Linked DNA regions of Anas platyrhynchos: region 2 is linked to region 1. The links are chromatin contacts, called in public Hi-C maps. All regions are on one chromosome and are shown on one strand. Each heading gives the region's core, a stretch centred on a gene start, on an enhancer-like site or on the middle of the called end of the contact. The rest is flanking DNA. Distances are from core to core; before and after follow the strand shown.

What was found. A called contact is a pair of places that touch in the nucleus more often than the background predicts.
Region 2: a contact with region 1 is called in a Hi-C map of skeletal muscle, with 5 times the contacts expected there. The contact joins two enhancer-like sites. A contact is called at or near these places in 2 of 8 Hi-C or Micro-C datasets (skeletal muscle and subcutaneous adipose tissue).

What each region holds. Positions count from the first base shown.
Region 1 is chr7:31,036,551-31,043,274 of IASCAAS_PekinDuck_T2T, forward strand. The region is part of intron 1 of LRRFIP1 (LRR binding FLII interacting protein 1); the gene reads left to right. Among named protein-coding and RNA genes, the nearest start is that of LRRFIP1, 19 kb to the left of the region's middle. Within about 2 kb of position 2,706, at least 1 of the 8 cell types and tissues checked has an H3K27ac peak or open chromatin away from gene starts, as enhancers often do.
Region 2 is chr7:31,097,158-31,103,881 of IASCAAS_PekinDuck_T2T, forward strand. It overlaps LRRFIP1 (LRR binding FLII interacting protein 1), which reads left to right. Exons shown (of 19, transcript XM_072041241.1): 12 at 807-932; 13 at 1,167-1,238; 14 at 3,502-3,672; 15 at 4,638-4,730; 16 at 5,223-5,315; 17 at 6,504-6,596. Among named protein-coding and RNA genes, the nearest start is that of LRRFIP1, 80 kb to the left of the region's middle. Within about 2 kb of position 3,239, at least 2 of the 8 cell types and tissues checked have an H3K27ac peak or open chromatin away from gene starts, as enhancers often do.

The DNA of each region.
Region 1 (6,724 bases), core at 1,456-3,955:
TGGTAAAGTGCAGAAGCAAATCTATCAGCTTGATCCGTGCCTCCTGTTCTCGAGGTGACAAAGCTGGGTGTGGGAAGGGTGTGCAAGGAAAGGGGCAAGGTCATAGCTCAGTCGCTGACAACAAATGGTGTACGTCTCTGAACGAGCCCTAGTTGGAAGGAAATCTGTGCATGTTTACTTCTGGTAAAAGACTGAGTAACAGTGAAACACTAAACTGGAGCTTTGCTCCATGGACGTAGTCATGTTTTGTTGTTGTTTTTCCCCATGTGGGAAGGCTGAAAGCTTAGCTAATTTCTTTTATAAGGTCCTGTCGCAATCACCAGCCATCTGAAGCTGGAGTGTCGTCAAAAAGAGAGCTTGAAAATGACAGCTGAGGGCTGAAAAAAACACACCTAAGAGAGGAGGGACCCGTGCTCATCGCTTCAGATGTTGCTCAGGGCTTATTCCGGGTCCGTTGGAGACATCTGGAAGCTACGCTGCTGACATTATCGTGTGGTGGAACAAAACTGATTTCTCAAGGTTGGGCTCTGAGATAATTTTGTGAAATCTGGAGGACTTAGAAATAACCGAGCCTAAAACCTGGACGTGATCCAGCCTCTGTCCTCCCAGTCTGTGGTCCTTGCAGCAGTTTCCTGGCCCTGCAGAGCCCAGACACGTGCAATCAGCTGTCACCCAACGAGGCTGTACACAAGGAAGTGGCTCCAGTGTCCTGAGCAATTTGGTAGGATAGGTTATCAAGTCAATTCTTTTTTATTCTAAAAGAAAAAACTGCTCAGAGCTTTGGTTTCTACTGGTAATTGATGTAAAGACCTCTCTGGCTCTCATAATTAATGTTAATGGCCTTATCGCTATTTGCCATATAATTAAAGCAAATTGCATGGTGGAGAAGTAAAGATCAAGTTATGTTGGTGAGGAGCAATAGGCTCTAGCAGAACTGTAATTAAAAACAAAACCTCACAGAGAAAGTGGCAGCTTTCAGGGAAAGGTTTTATTGATGATTCTAGTTGGAAGAAATAACAATGTTTGCATAGGGAGTGCATTAAAATTAATAATTGTATAGGATAATTTGATAATAGTTAATAAGCTGGCTGTATTTACTCATATACATGTTGCATTTCTGGAGTGTAAAAACATTACTCAGAAAAACTCTCCTAATTTGTGTAAATGCAGCTGTATAGTCTGTCCAGTCCTGAATACAAAGCTGCCTTTTGTGATGGCTTTTGGCTTTTCAACGCCAAACATCTTATAGCAGTGAGTTGAAGCAGCTTTACCTCTCATGAAAGCAAAGACTTTGTGCTTGACAAAAGGAAGGGCCTTTCAGATCCCACGTCTTTGGCAAGGCTTCCCGTGATTCACGGAGGGAAGTGGAAATCAGTTTCTAAAATTAAACTGAACTTTCACTTTGCTTTTTTTCCCCTCCTCGCAGTGAATGTGTTACATGTGTTACGGTCTTCTGTGGCTCCGGACGAGCAAAGAGACTCTGCTTGAGACTTGTCGCGGCAGGACTGAGCAACCCTGCTCCCTGCTTGGATTTTTGAAGTCACCAAGGACAAGTTACTTACGTCATCTTGAATCTGATCTACTCGATTTACCCTTTCCCTCTTGGAAAGGAAGGGTGAGAGTTTCCTGCAGTCCGAGGTGGACAAATAAGGCAGGCTTGTGTTACGTGCTGGAGTTACGGGAGTTATTTGGGGATGGCTGAGTTGGTCAACAGCTGCAGCCCTCTGCTCTCATGTGAATGGCTTGCCTTTTGCCACACTGCTGCTTTTAATGAGCTCCATCTGGATGTGGGGCAGTCCATAATGGAAAGCAGATTGGTGATCTCATGGTGTCCACAGTGCACTCGAGGTGCTGTGGTTTGCTCAGTCTGCTGGGCTGCAGAGGAAGGTTGAATACTAAAATGAGGTGGATACCTGCTCATTGTTTAGGGCACAATCAGTTGGCAAAACACTGAAATTTTGCCTGAAAGGCCAAGAGGTGGCAGGCTGAGGGGGAGGGAGAGGCACTGATTGCTTGCAGAGAAGCTATTTTCTGAAAGAAACAGCTCATAATCTGTGAAAGTTATGTTATAGTTAATTCTTTTTCTTTTTTTTTCCTCTCCAAAACCCATAATGATAGTGGTTTATCATCTGGTATTGGGATGTTCCTCTGGAAAAGCAGATACTCAGACAGTGCATTGGTGCAGAACCGTGATGGTGAGCCCCTAAAGGACAGGACAAAACATGACCAAGGGAACACAGCACGGGTTCATCCTGACGCTACCTCCAACAAAGCCAAAGTACTTTTCTGAATCAGAACAGAAAATAGAAAAAATATTCACTTGGAGATTAGAGTTACCATTAGTTCAGTCTTATTAACTGTTTTTTTTTTGTTTTTGTTTTTTAGCTGCAGCTTATTTTATTTATAAAATTGCTTCTTAGTGAGTTTAAGTATATGAAGTGTGGCATTCGCAGCCACAGTTGGTTTACCAGGAATGTACAGTGCAGCAGATTTTCCTTTTCCTCTGCTATAGCTTGAACATAAATCCTTAAAGAGCTAAAGAGCTTACCATACCAAAAGTAAGGCTGTGTAAATATCTGAGCACATGGAAAAATAATTTTCCTCTTACTACCGCATTGGAATTTAGAAGAATTACTCAATTTTAGCTGCTCAGTTGGAACCGCTTAAATTAGTAATGATTCTGCGAACGTGAACATCCAGATTTTCGGCAGATTTCTGGAAATGAGAGAGGCAGTGCTGGCACACGTACTGAGATGACCATTACCAAGCAGGATTTCAGAGGAAATCTTTTCTGACAGCTTGCACTTCCAACAGCTGACACTTTTCAGCCCAAAGTGAATGCTGAATTAGGTAACTCCACATCAGTCTTTGCTACTTGTATTCCACTCGCTTCTCCTTAGACTGCAGATTTGACATAGAGGGTACTCGAATCCAGCTGTCTGAATGCAGAAATGAGTTTCCTAAGCACCTGTAATAAATTGAAATAGTATTGTGGAAGGGAATGAAAGCCTTAGACAGTTGTTAGTGGGATCTTCAGCTGCCAGATCTGTATCGGTACCAAGGCAGATGCTGTTGCAGTTGGATGCTTGCAGCAGTGCTTAGGACTGAGCAGATGCAGAGAAGAAACCTGGCTGTCAGCCTTGGGGTAGATTCCTGAAGCTGCTGGGGATTTCTTGGTGGGAGGAGTTGATGCTCCTTTTCTTTGTGGCTTGGTACAGGTCTCACGGTCGTGGCCTTTTGCTCGCACCTGAGTAATCTCGGTCTAAGGGGCAGGCTTGTGAGCTTGCTGTTGGTTAGTGCTCTTCTTCAGAGTGGAAAGGTAATCACCACCTACCTACTCACCACAAACCCCGTGTAAGTGAGGGAGGGAGAGTGTTTTTACAGCTTCCTCTGGATGACCTTATCAAGGAGATGATGCTAAAATTCTAGACCATAAAGCTGTCTTGGCGCTGTCACTTAGGCATTTATTCAGTTTAATGTAGGGTTAAGTGTGGGTTATTTAATTTTTTATTCATTAAAATATAACATGTTTATTTGTAGATTTTTTTTAACCACAAAACAAACAAAGAAACAAAAAAAAAAAACTATGGTTGATATGCTCAACTCAGTTTGAGATTTCTTTGTCTGCACTATGGAAACACTTGTGTGTCATTGCTCCTGCAGTCATTTTGCCTGTATTTCAGTCTTGGTTGCATGAGGGAATGGAAAACACACAAAACAGTCACTCAGTTTTTTGGGGACTGATAAATTACAGTGTCTTCCTAGTTCCTTATATCATCAATTAAACTAACTTCAACTTGTTCCTTACAGTTTACACTTCTGGTTGTTATTTTACCATTAGCAACTGTTGGATTTCAAGATGGGGTCCATCCATCACTTCCTAAGTTAACAAATAAGTCATCGAGATAAACTAATTGGTTTATTTCTGAAATAGATTACTGCATGCTTCCCTTCCACTGCCATCTAGGGGCAGGATAGATAAGGAGAGGGTGTTGCAGTCGTCCCTGAAAGGGTAAGCAGAGTGATGCAGACCAGAGGAGGAAGCACTGAGAGCTACAGGCTAACTGCTGGAGGTAACAGTATGTTCTGTAGCTTCCCAGGTCTGCACACATCCAGAACCAGCTAAACTGCTGAGGCTGGTGAGGTCTGTGGCCTTGGAGAGTCCATCTGCAGAAGGAGTCGGGGAGATGAGCTGAAAAATGCTTTCAGACCCTCATGTTCAGTTGAGCTGTGCTCCCTAGTACGCAAGAGCCTTATTTCTGTGCAAAGAAAGTGAAATTCAGGCAGGTGCTGGTTTTTCTAGTGGAAGCAAGAGTGCATTGCTGTGCTTCTGAGCAGCTTTTTACAGCATAAATGCTCTTGTGGCTTCCAGCCCTGAAGTTGAGAATAAAACCACTCTTTCAGATGAAATCAAGCGCTCATGAAGAATTTAGGCTGTATAGATTTTCCTTTGTAGGGCTGAGCTGCTGCTGCTGCTCCCAGAGTCACAGATCTTATCTTGTGCTTAAGCAGCGTGAGAGAAAGACTTATTACTTTAGCATGTTAGTTGCTTTTGTGAGCCACTTCTGTTTGGAATATTAAATATTCAAGTATGTGAGCAAACTGAGTGTCAGTTACAAACTTGGAAAAATAATTAACCAAAACTTTATTAGACTCTGCTTAACTCCTGGTATAGTGGGCATTTTATTTAAACGTAATTTTTAAAAACAAATTTTAATGTAGACTGTTTTTGACGTCGGTTTAAGGTTAAGCTTGGAAAAATCAAGACACTGCCCTTCTTAAAATATAGTATTCTATAAATATCTCTGTGTTGATCGAGCTAAATAACCACTTCCTTCAGACCGCTTTGTCCATAGGTTCTGTGGAGCAGCATGAACATTTTAGAGAGTGTTGACTCATGGGGAATTGGAAATCAAAAGGGTCAGATCCTTAAAAATCTCTTCTTTACTAAGTCTCCCCAAACCACCTCTGCTTTGCTGTGCCATCTCTGCAGTTGTCTACGTTCCTGCTTGCTTCGTGCAGTTATGGCTCAGCTTGGAGACCTTAGAGGGGAAGCTCAGGCTGTGCCCCCCTCTCCAGCGTGGATTCAGCTCATCAGGGCTTGCCAAACACTCCACTCCTTCCTTTCAGTAACTGAGGGTTTAATGGTGAGACTGTTGCAGAGATCCCTTGTTCTCTGAATGTTTTAGATAAATGACTCTTGAAGATTTGTATATGTGAGATCGAAAATCTAGGTGTAGGTATTAAAAGGTATAGGTATTAAAAGTGACTTTCATCGCTTCTGGTCTGAGCACTCATTGGTGGCAGTGGTAATGAGAAGAGAATCAGTCTGCACATTTTAAACATAAATAAAGGATTCTTAAGCCTCTTGTATTTAACTGTATTTTGTCTTATCTTTGAGACAGTTTCTTAGAAAGCCCAGTAATGTGTGGATGGACCATTGCCTGGAGAGCTGGGACTGAGGGTGTCTGAGAGGTACAAGTGGTGTGAGCCTGATGTGATGCTCTTTTAGGGTTTTGGTGAACACGTGAGGGATGCAATGAGCAAGAACTGCACCAAATTCAGGATGAAACACCCCTGTAGCATAAAAGGTTTAAATGTCACCGTGAAGAATGAAAGGCTGATTGAAGGAGGAAAGACTATTTTTATACCCAGCTTGTGCACTAGAGAAAGCACAGTTGCATACTGTTAATTCTGGTGCTTCTTGAGGAGCAGGGATATAATATTCAAGCTATACTTACCAGACCTCTGCCTCTCCTGACAGTTGAACATGTGGTTTTAGTTTCAAGGCTGTGGGCAGTCCTGCTGGATTCAGCTGAGCCACGGTGCTTGCGCTTTGTATCACCAAGGCATTACAAAGTTGGGGACTTAGGTTGTCGTAGCATAAACAGCACCTAAAAGAGCCCGTACAGCCCCCAGCAGCATGTAACTGAAGAGCATCAAAACCTTCTAGACATGAAGAACTCTAGTTTTGGAGGGTGGTGTGTGTTATGGGAAACATGCACGGCTTTCTAGAGCCTTATTTTGAGTTTCATGTCATCTGAATGGCATTTGCTCGTAGTAAATGCATTTAACAAACTAATTTTAGAACTATAGGTCAGCACTTAAATTTGTTTTCTCCTCATTAGTCTCATAACGAGATCAGGTCTTCAATCTCGCAATAAACTGTACTTATTCTCATTTCTTCCCCGTCTGCCAGGTACTTATATTTAGTGCAAGTCAAAGAACGTGCTGGGTGTGCAGCCTGTACTCTTTATAAAAAGTTGGACTCTGTTTCTAACAATTCAGTCATATTTCCAGCAGTAGATTTTTTTTTCCCCTCTCTTACTCAATTTTTCTTTTGTTCCCAATCTTTTGTTCCTTTTGTTAGATACAGAAATACCATTGCACAAATCAGCTGGGTTGTCATGGGGAAACTTCACAGCAGGAACGTGATGAAAAGATGGCCAATTTTTTTTTCTCTCTCTGAGATACCGCAGGGGAACGAACAGCAATCGTTTCCTTACCAACCTACAGGATAGCTCGTGGATGAGGCAGGAGCGATGTGCAGCCTTCTGTTCTTCCTCTGCTGCTGGGTTTGAGAGCTGAGCGAAGGAGAAGCGGGCGGCAGCCTGTTGTCCAGGAGTATCCCCTGGACTCAGTAAGCACTCCAAGTCAGATTGATTTCGCTTTTTTAGCGCAACAGATCTGTGGAGCAGCGTGTCTCCTGCTGAAAGAGAAGCAC
Region 2 (6,724 bases), core at 1,989-4,488, 61 kb after region 1:
GGTTTTGTTTGTAGAATTTAAATGTAATATTGTGTACAAATTAAAAAAACAAAGTGATACTGCATTAAGTGGGAAACTGGCTTCACACAGAACCCTTAGTTCTCTAAAAACAGTGTGGCTACTGCTGCAGAGTAAAAAAATACAAATGAAAGCAAGACGAGTTTGAAGAGTAGTAAAAAACATCCACAAAATATAATAATGCAAGTTCTTAAAAATATCTGGCAAGATGATACTAAGCCCCTAAAGATTTTATCTAATTTAGAACTAATACTTAAATCTAAGCTGTGCAAACTGCTGTTACAAAGGTAAGTGTCTACATCTGATTTTTCTCATTAGTTTCCCTTGGTGAATCTTGATCTTCTGATTCTTCTTCCTAAGAGGTTATTTAATCAAGCTTGTATGATTTGGAAGTGCAAGGGTTCTTTTTCTGTTGCCTTCCCTTGCTGAAGAGCTTGCAGGAGCAGAGCAACAACAGCTCCCGTTCCCCTGGGTTTGTTGTTAATACTGAATTCTAATTTTTTCTGTGGCACCAGAGGCCAACTAGGAATTAGGATGACCTAAAAGCCACAGACTTGCCCCTGGTTGTGTTAGATGCCTAGATAACAATTGCTGTTAGCTGTTTTTCTCACGTTTTAATTTGGTACTGCTGAAACTAACACAGAAATATTGTAACTCCCAGGAACACAATTAATGTTTTGTCATTTGTCTATACCAGTAGGTCAACAGTCTATGTTGTGTGTAATTATTTTTTTAAACCCATATGTCTAGGAAAAAAATTACAACCATTTTAAACTGTGTAATTCTAGGGAGCACGGACCGTCTCGAGTTTATCAGCAGCTACGTTAGCTTCTCTAGGTGGGACATCTTCACGAAGAGGCAGCGGGGATACGTCCATCTCAGCAGATACGGAGGCATCAATTAGAGAAATAAAGGTGAGGTTCTTAAAACCAGCACAAACCGTTAGGAATCTTTTAACTATGGCACTTTTTAAACTTCTGTCCAAGAAATTTCATCGTCTGGCAAGGCTTCAGATTAGGATCAGACTGCTTAACCCGTGTGGTAGAAATATTTAAATGAGAGCCTCAAATATGAATAATTCCGTATCAGTTGTACTTTTGCCCCTTAGGTTCAGTGACATCATTCACCTTTCTCACCATTTCTCTCAGGATATCTATGAGTTAAAGGACCAGATTCAGGATGTAGAAGGCAGATACATGCAGGGACTGAAAGAAATGAAGGTACTGCTTCACTGCAGAGTGGAAGTGTGGTAATTAACACCAGCTAAACATTCACCAGAGCCAGTGTGAGACCTAGAACTGACCTTGCATGCTTTTCTTCTGGGGGTGGTTGTAAACTGTGTGGAAACATTTCATTAGCTGAAAAAGTAGCTGTCCTGGTGTCTGAAGGTGGTGAGCAGTGCTTCCAAGTGTGGACTGAAGGACGGCTGATTACTCTTGCATGTCTGTCTTGCTGTTTTGAGAAGGTAATTGTTTGCTAGCAAATTAAAATTGCTGTATTTTAAATTGCTTTGTAAGGAAACCTCCCAGAATTGGAAGACAAAATAAAACACGTGGCCTACAATGCCATGAAAAATCATTCAATATTAAAAGCTCAGATGTTCTGCTTACATTTTCATTTGAAAAGGTCTGGTGTGCCTTTGGAAAGTTGCACGTGTGCAGCACTGACTGGCATTTGGGTTTCATCTTTAGATCACAGAAAACACCCTCAATACTTGTAACAAAATGTTGTGTAACAAAACGCATCACATGAAAAGCCAACCAATGCTCACAGCAGCTGGCAGGAGGGAAGCACTTAGCACTTCCACAAAGCCATAAATGAATTTTGGTGTCATACATCAGCAAAACATCATGTGCTAAGTGAGGAACAGCATTAGTGATAACATTTTTGGAAAAGTTAATTTTGCAAAGATATAGATAGACACCAAGCATGTAGTGCAACATTTATTGGTGTGAATTATTGTGTTTGTCATCAGCTTAGTGCTGCAACAGGTGCAGTTACTGCCATCTTATGAGTTGTGAATGGAAAAAAGAGTAATTTGTCCTTTTTTCTGTAAAGCCTGTTGGTTTTTTGCCTGATCAGTGCATAGCAGATGTAGCAAAATATTCACACTACATAAAAAAAAATTAGGTCTGCATACCTTAAACTGCCTTTTGTGGTGGTTTGTACCTAAGCCACACTGGGTTACAAAGGTGGTCTTTAATTCTGGCTTTGGTTTGGTGTAAAAGAGTGTGCTTAATGTCCAGGGATAGCTCAGTGCTGTGGTGGAACCTGATGCTAATAAAACAAAACTCAGCATGCTGAAGGAGTTAACTTCTTATTTGCATATACTTCCTTTCCAGCTCGTTTCTGATATTCAGTCCCACCACTGGTGCCAAATTCTGACTGCTTTCCTGTGCTTAATATTTCTAATACTTAGGCTGGAAAGTGCACCAAAACACAATTTGTGTTTAAGAACATGAATTTATACGGGTCTGAAGACAAATTCTCTTATTTGTCAATAGAAAACAAACTAAACCAATTCAGGCTTAATTTCTGTGATCATTTCATCACTCTCATCCCCTGTTCTGTTTATGGACTGGAAAGGGAGTTATATGAATCTCACCTCTACTCTGTGCATCATTCTAATATTACTGAAGTCCCAAGAGAAACTGCTTGATGTGTGAACTGAAATACCAACGTGTTTGCATATTTGCACTGTTTTGCCTACGTACGTCCTTTATTTCTGGTTTAAAATCAAACACTGCAAGTTTGACTGCATGGCATGGAAGATGACCCAGAGCTTTTTGTCGTTGTTATAAACCTCTCACTATCTTATATTTGTTTCACATGGATGGGGAGGGTTTTCAAGGCAATGGGGGTTGTTTCTTAGAGTGAATTTGTAAAGAGGGAATGCGATATAGGAAACCTAATGAAAAATGATGCATCAAGTCACAAAAACTGCAGCTTTCACTGCAAATCCCAATTCCTGAGTTGGTGTATTTAGTGTCTCCTACCTCACACTGAAAGGATGCCTGAAATCTGTGTGAGCTGACTGCTAAACCACCTTAGGTTAAAGCCTAGCTCATTAATGCTGCACTACCTAAACTGATCTTAAATCAAGGCCAGTTTACCTTTAAAAAAAAAAAAAATCCAACTTGTCATCTTCAGCAGCTGCTTTGAGCTGCCAATGTGCAGGGGCAGGGGGAGGAGGGAGAAGGAAGAAAACCCTGAGAAAGCAGGAGCTGAAGCGGCAGAGAACAGGAAGCATTTTATCCATCCGAAGGTAAGGTTTCTTGTTTGCTACCAGAAGGCTTGCGGAAACACAAGGGAGGTTATCCTCACCTTGGGACAGTTGGTAAGGCTCTCCTGCGCGTGGTTAGCACCGGTTTCAGCAGGAATGCTCAGGAGGTTTGTGGTTTAGCACTTTGTTTTCTTGTTCAAGGTCTTGGCTGGCAGAGTGTGTGTAACTGACCTCTGACTGTGGATGTTTATTCTTTGCAGGACTCTTTAGCCGAAGTTGAAGAGAAATATAAAAAGGCTATGGTGTCAAATGCTCAACTAGACAATGAAAAAACAAATTTCATGTACCAAGTAGATACCCTGAAGGATGCCCTGTTAGAGTTAGAAGAACAGCTGGCAGAATCCAGGAGGCAATATGAAGAAAAAAGTAAAGTAGGTATTTAGCTGTGGCATGTTATTTAACTGCGAAGGATTTGGGGAGGGGGGCAGACAACTTTGGGAGGAGACAGCCAAATTACTCTTCAAGACTTTTAATAATTTTTGGTTTAGTTAATGTTAAAGTGAGTGGAGTAGCAGCGTGCTATGTGTTTGTGGTCATACAAACAAACTTTTTAATGAAATGTCTGTTTTATAAAGCAATTTCTGAAGAGGTAAAAAAATGTTTTATATGGTAAGGATATGCTGATAGTATCATATGTCCTTTGACATTCCATTTTTGAACTGAATTCAAAGGTTTTGTTCAGAGTGACTTCTGGAGGTTTCTTTTTTTTTTTTTTTACTTCCAGAGTATTTTAATGCATGAATCTCTCTTCAGAAGAGAGTTGTGCAGTTTACGTAGTTCAGGCAGCTATGTGGCTGAGTGCTGAATTGCTTTATGTGAATTCAACATCTCTAACACCTAGTGAGTTGGTGTTAAACCTGTGGCCTACTAGCTTCTCAGAATCAGCTCTTTAGCTTGGGGACATTTCACTATAGCACACTGTGAAACACATGTTTTTTGGAAGATTTGGTAGTGTTTTTTTGTTTAACTCCTTAATTTCTACCTAACTTGTTTAGTGCGTTATGTCAAAAGAGCAGGTTGCGTTCCCATCCATTCTTCTGTGAAGTCACTAGGACTTGGGTGTATAAGCCACTCACTGGCAGCCTGCTGCTCAAATTGTGAAACTGCCTAAATGAAGTCTGTCACTTCCGTATTTGGTGGAATAATAATTTCTTGGAAAAATGACAGAACAGACTTAAAAAAAAAAAAAAAAAGTATTCTTTTGGGATTGTGATTAGAAGCATATTCAGGAATTGAATTGTGGCAAGCATTTTCTTTGTGCTAGGACTTAATTTCTTCTGTTTTTCTTGGATGCTATTTCTGATCAATAAAAACCTCATGAATATTTCATTCACAGGAATTTGAGAGAGAGAAGCATGCTCATAGCATATTGCAGTTTCAGTTCATGGAAGTCAAAGAGGCTTTGAAGCAAAGAGAAGAAATGCTTGCAGTAAGTAACTTCACCTTGTTGTTGTTGTTGTTTAATGACTTTGATTGGTGTGTTCCCAGTTAGGTGTGTAGAAGGTGAGGCATAGAGAATTTTATTCCCTACTCAAATTTCTCACCTGAAGAAATACTCGTGTTTCAGGCCAAACAGGTTTAGAACTGACTAACAGAAATAAGACTTTCAAAAGTATTATCTGAAGATAGATTTCCTTTTTTCATTGTCCATAACATGAAATAAGCTGTGTTTTCGACAGCTGTTAGTGGAGATGTAGAGGAAACATGGAACCATCTAACTTTGTAAGTCACCTTTGAATAGTAAGATTGTCTTCAGAAGTGTAGATTTAGCTGAGATGTCAGAAACCATGAAATTGTGTATGTAGATAACCTTTTACTTCAGCACCTGACTTTTTTCATTCTTTGACATCACTGCAATCTTGACCATCTTTGTTAACCTGTTATCTGCTTTCTGTCTTCTTCTTTTGCTCCTGTCTCTCAGGAAATCCAACAGCTGCAACAGAAACAGCAGAGCTATGTCAGGGAAATTTCTGATCTTCAGGAGACAATAGAGTGGAAAGACAAAAAAATAGGGGTAGGACTGTCAACTCCTGAAATGTTTTCAGAATGGCATTGTGTTCTTGAGCTGATACTGCTTTTGTAAAACCTCACGAAGAAAATCCTCCTCAGTGGCTTTGCTTGGTGTGGCTGTCTTAGTATATTGCCAGTGAACTAGCAAATAGTAAACTTTGTCTTTGTTCAATATTAGAAAATCCAAGAAAAACCTAGCAGCTGGTCAGATTTCAAAACCTGGGATAATTTATCTGCTGTGGTGCTCCGTTTGTGTATGCTATATTGAGAAAGGAAGTGCTATTTATAATGCAATTCCATCAGCACTGACTTTTTGCTTATTCAGGTTTAATCTGCAGACTGAGCAGAAACCGGAGTGTGATTAAGAAGTAACAGAGCTCTTTGTGGCCTTTGGGGATGAAAGTCTCTAACGTTCCCTTGTTTCTCATCCTTTCCCACCACCTCCTGTCAAAGCCAAATACAAACCCACTCTTAAAGAAAAGCATGGCTTTCTTTTCAACAACAAACATGGAAGACTTTCTGAATTTAGAAGGGGAAAGAAATCTGGCAGTTCATACGTGTTTGTGATGTCCAGTAACTTCTAGCAATTTGAAACTAAAGTGTGTGATTTTTAGTTATTGTGCGTTTATAGAGAAATATCGGGGGGTTCAGTACTAACATTTGCACTTGCACATGGTACATCCCAGAGTTTAAAGATAGCTTATTGGCAGTTTTCTGGTTAATTGAAACGTGCTGCACCTATTACAGTAACCCATGAAATTAACAACCCATAATAGACTATTAAAATGTCAGGCCTGCTTTCATGCTCTTCTGTTAGCACATGGGACTTGCGTACTACTTCAGCATGTATGCTGGATATGAATTAACTCATCCAGCAGATAAGAATGGAAAGTGAATCCTCCTTTGAAGGATTTTTTGTGGAAGCTCGGACTTTGAGTGTCTTCAGTAGGAATTCCTGGGACTGCCTGATTATTGAATAAGCTGTGAATTTCTTGGATTTGAGGCTTATCTGTGTGTATGTAAACTCAATTCTTTAATCTGTGAACTTTACCTTTTTCACACATGCCACTTCCATGAATCTCTGAATATCTTAAATCTGCTCATTCTTGTTGACACTTGCTTTTCATGCTCTTTACTTGTCTTCCTTCCTTTCTTCACATCTCCTCGCCCTCTGTTTGTGTTGGGAATTCAGGCGTTAGAGAGGCAGAAAGATTTCTTTGATTCCCTAAGGAGTGAGCGGGATGACCTTAGAGATGAAGTGTTTGTGCTGAAGGAGCAACTGAAGGTATGCAAGAGGAATAAGAAAAACTTGTATTTAACTGCTGACTTTTACCTCCTGTACGTTTTTGCAGAAAAAATGAATCCAGCTCAGTACCAAGGACTCTATTTTCCTAAGTTGCCAGTTCGGGAATT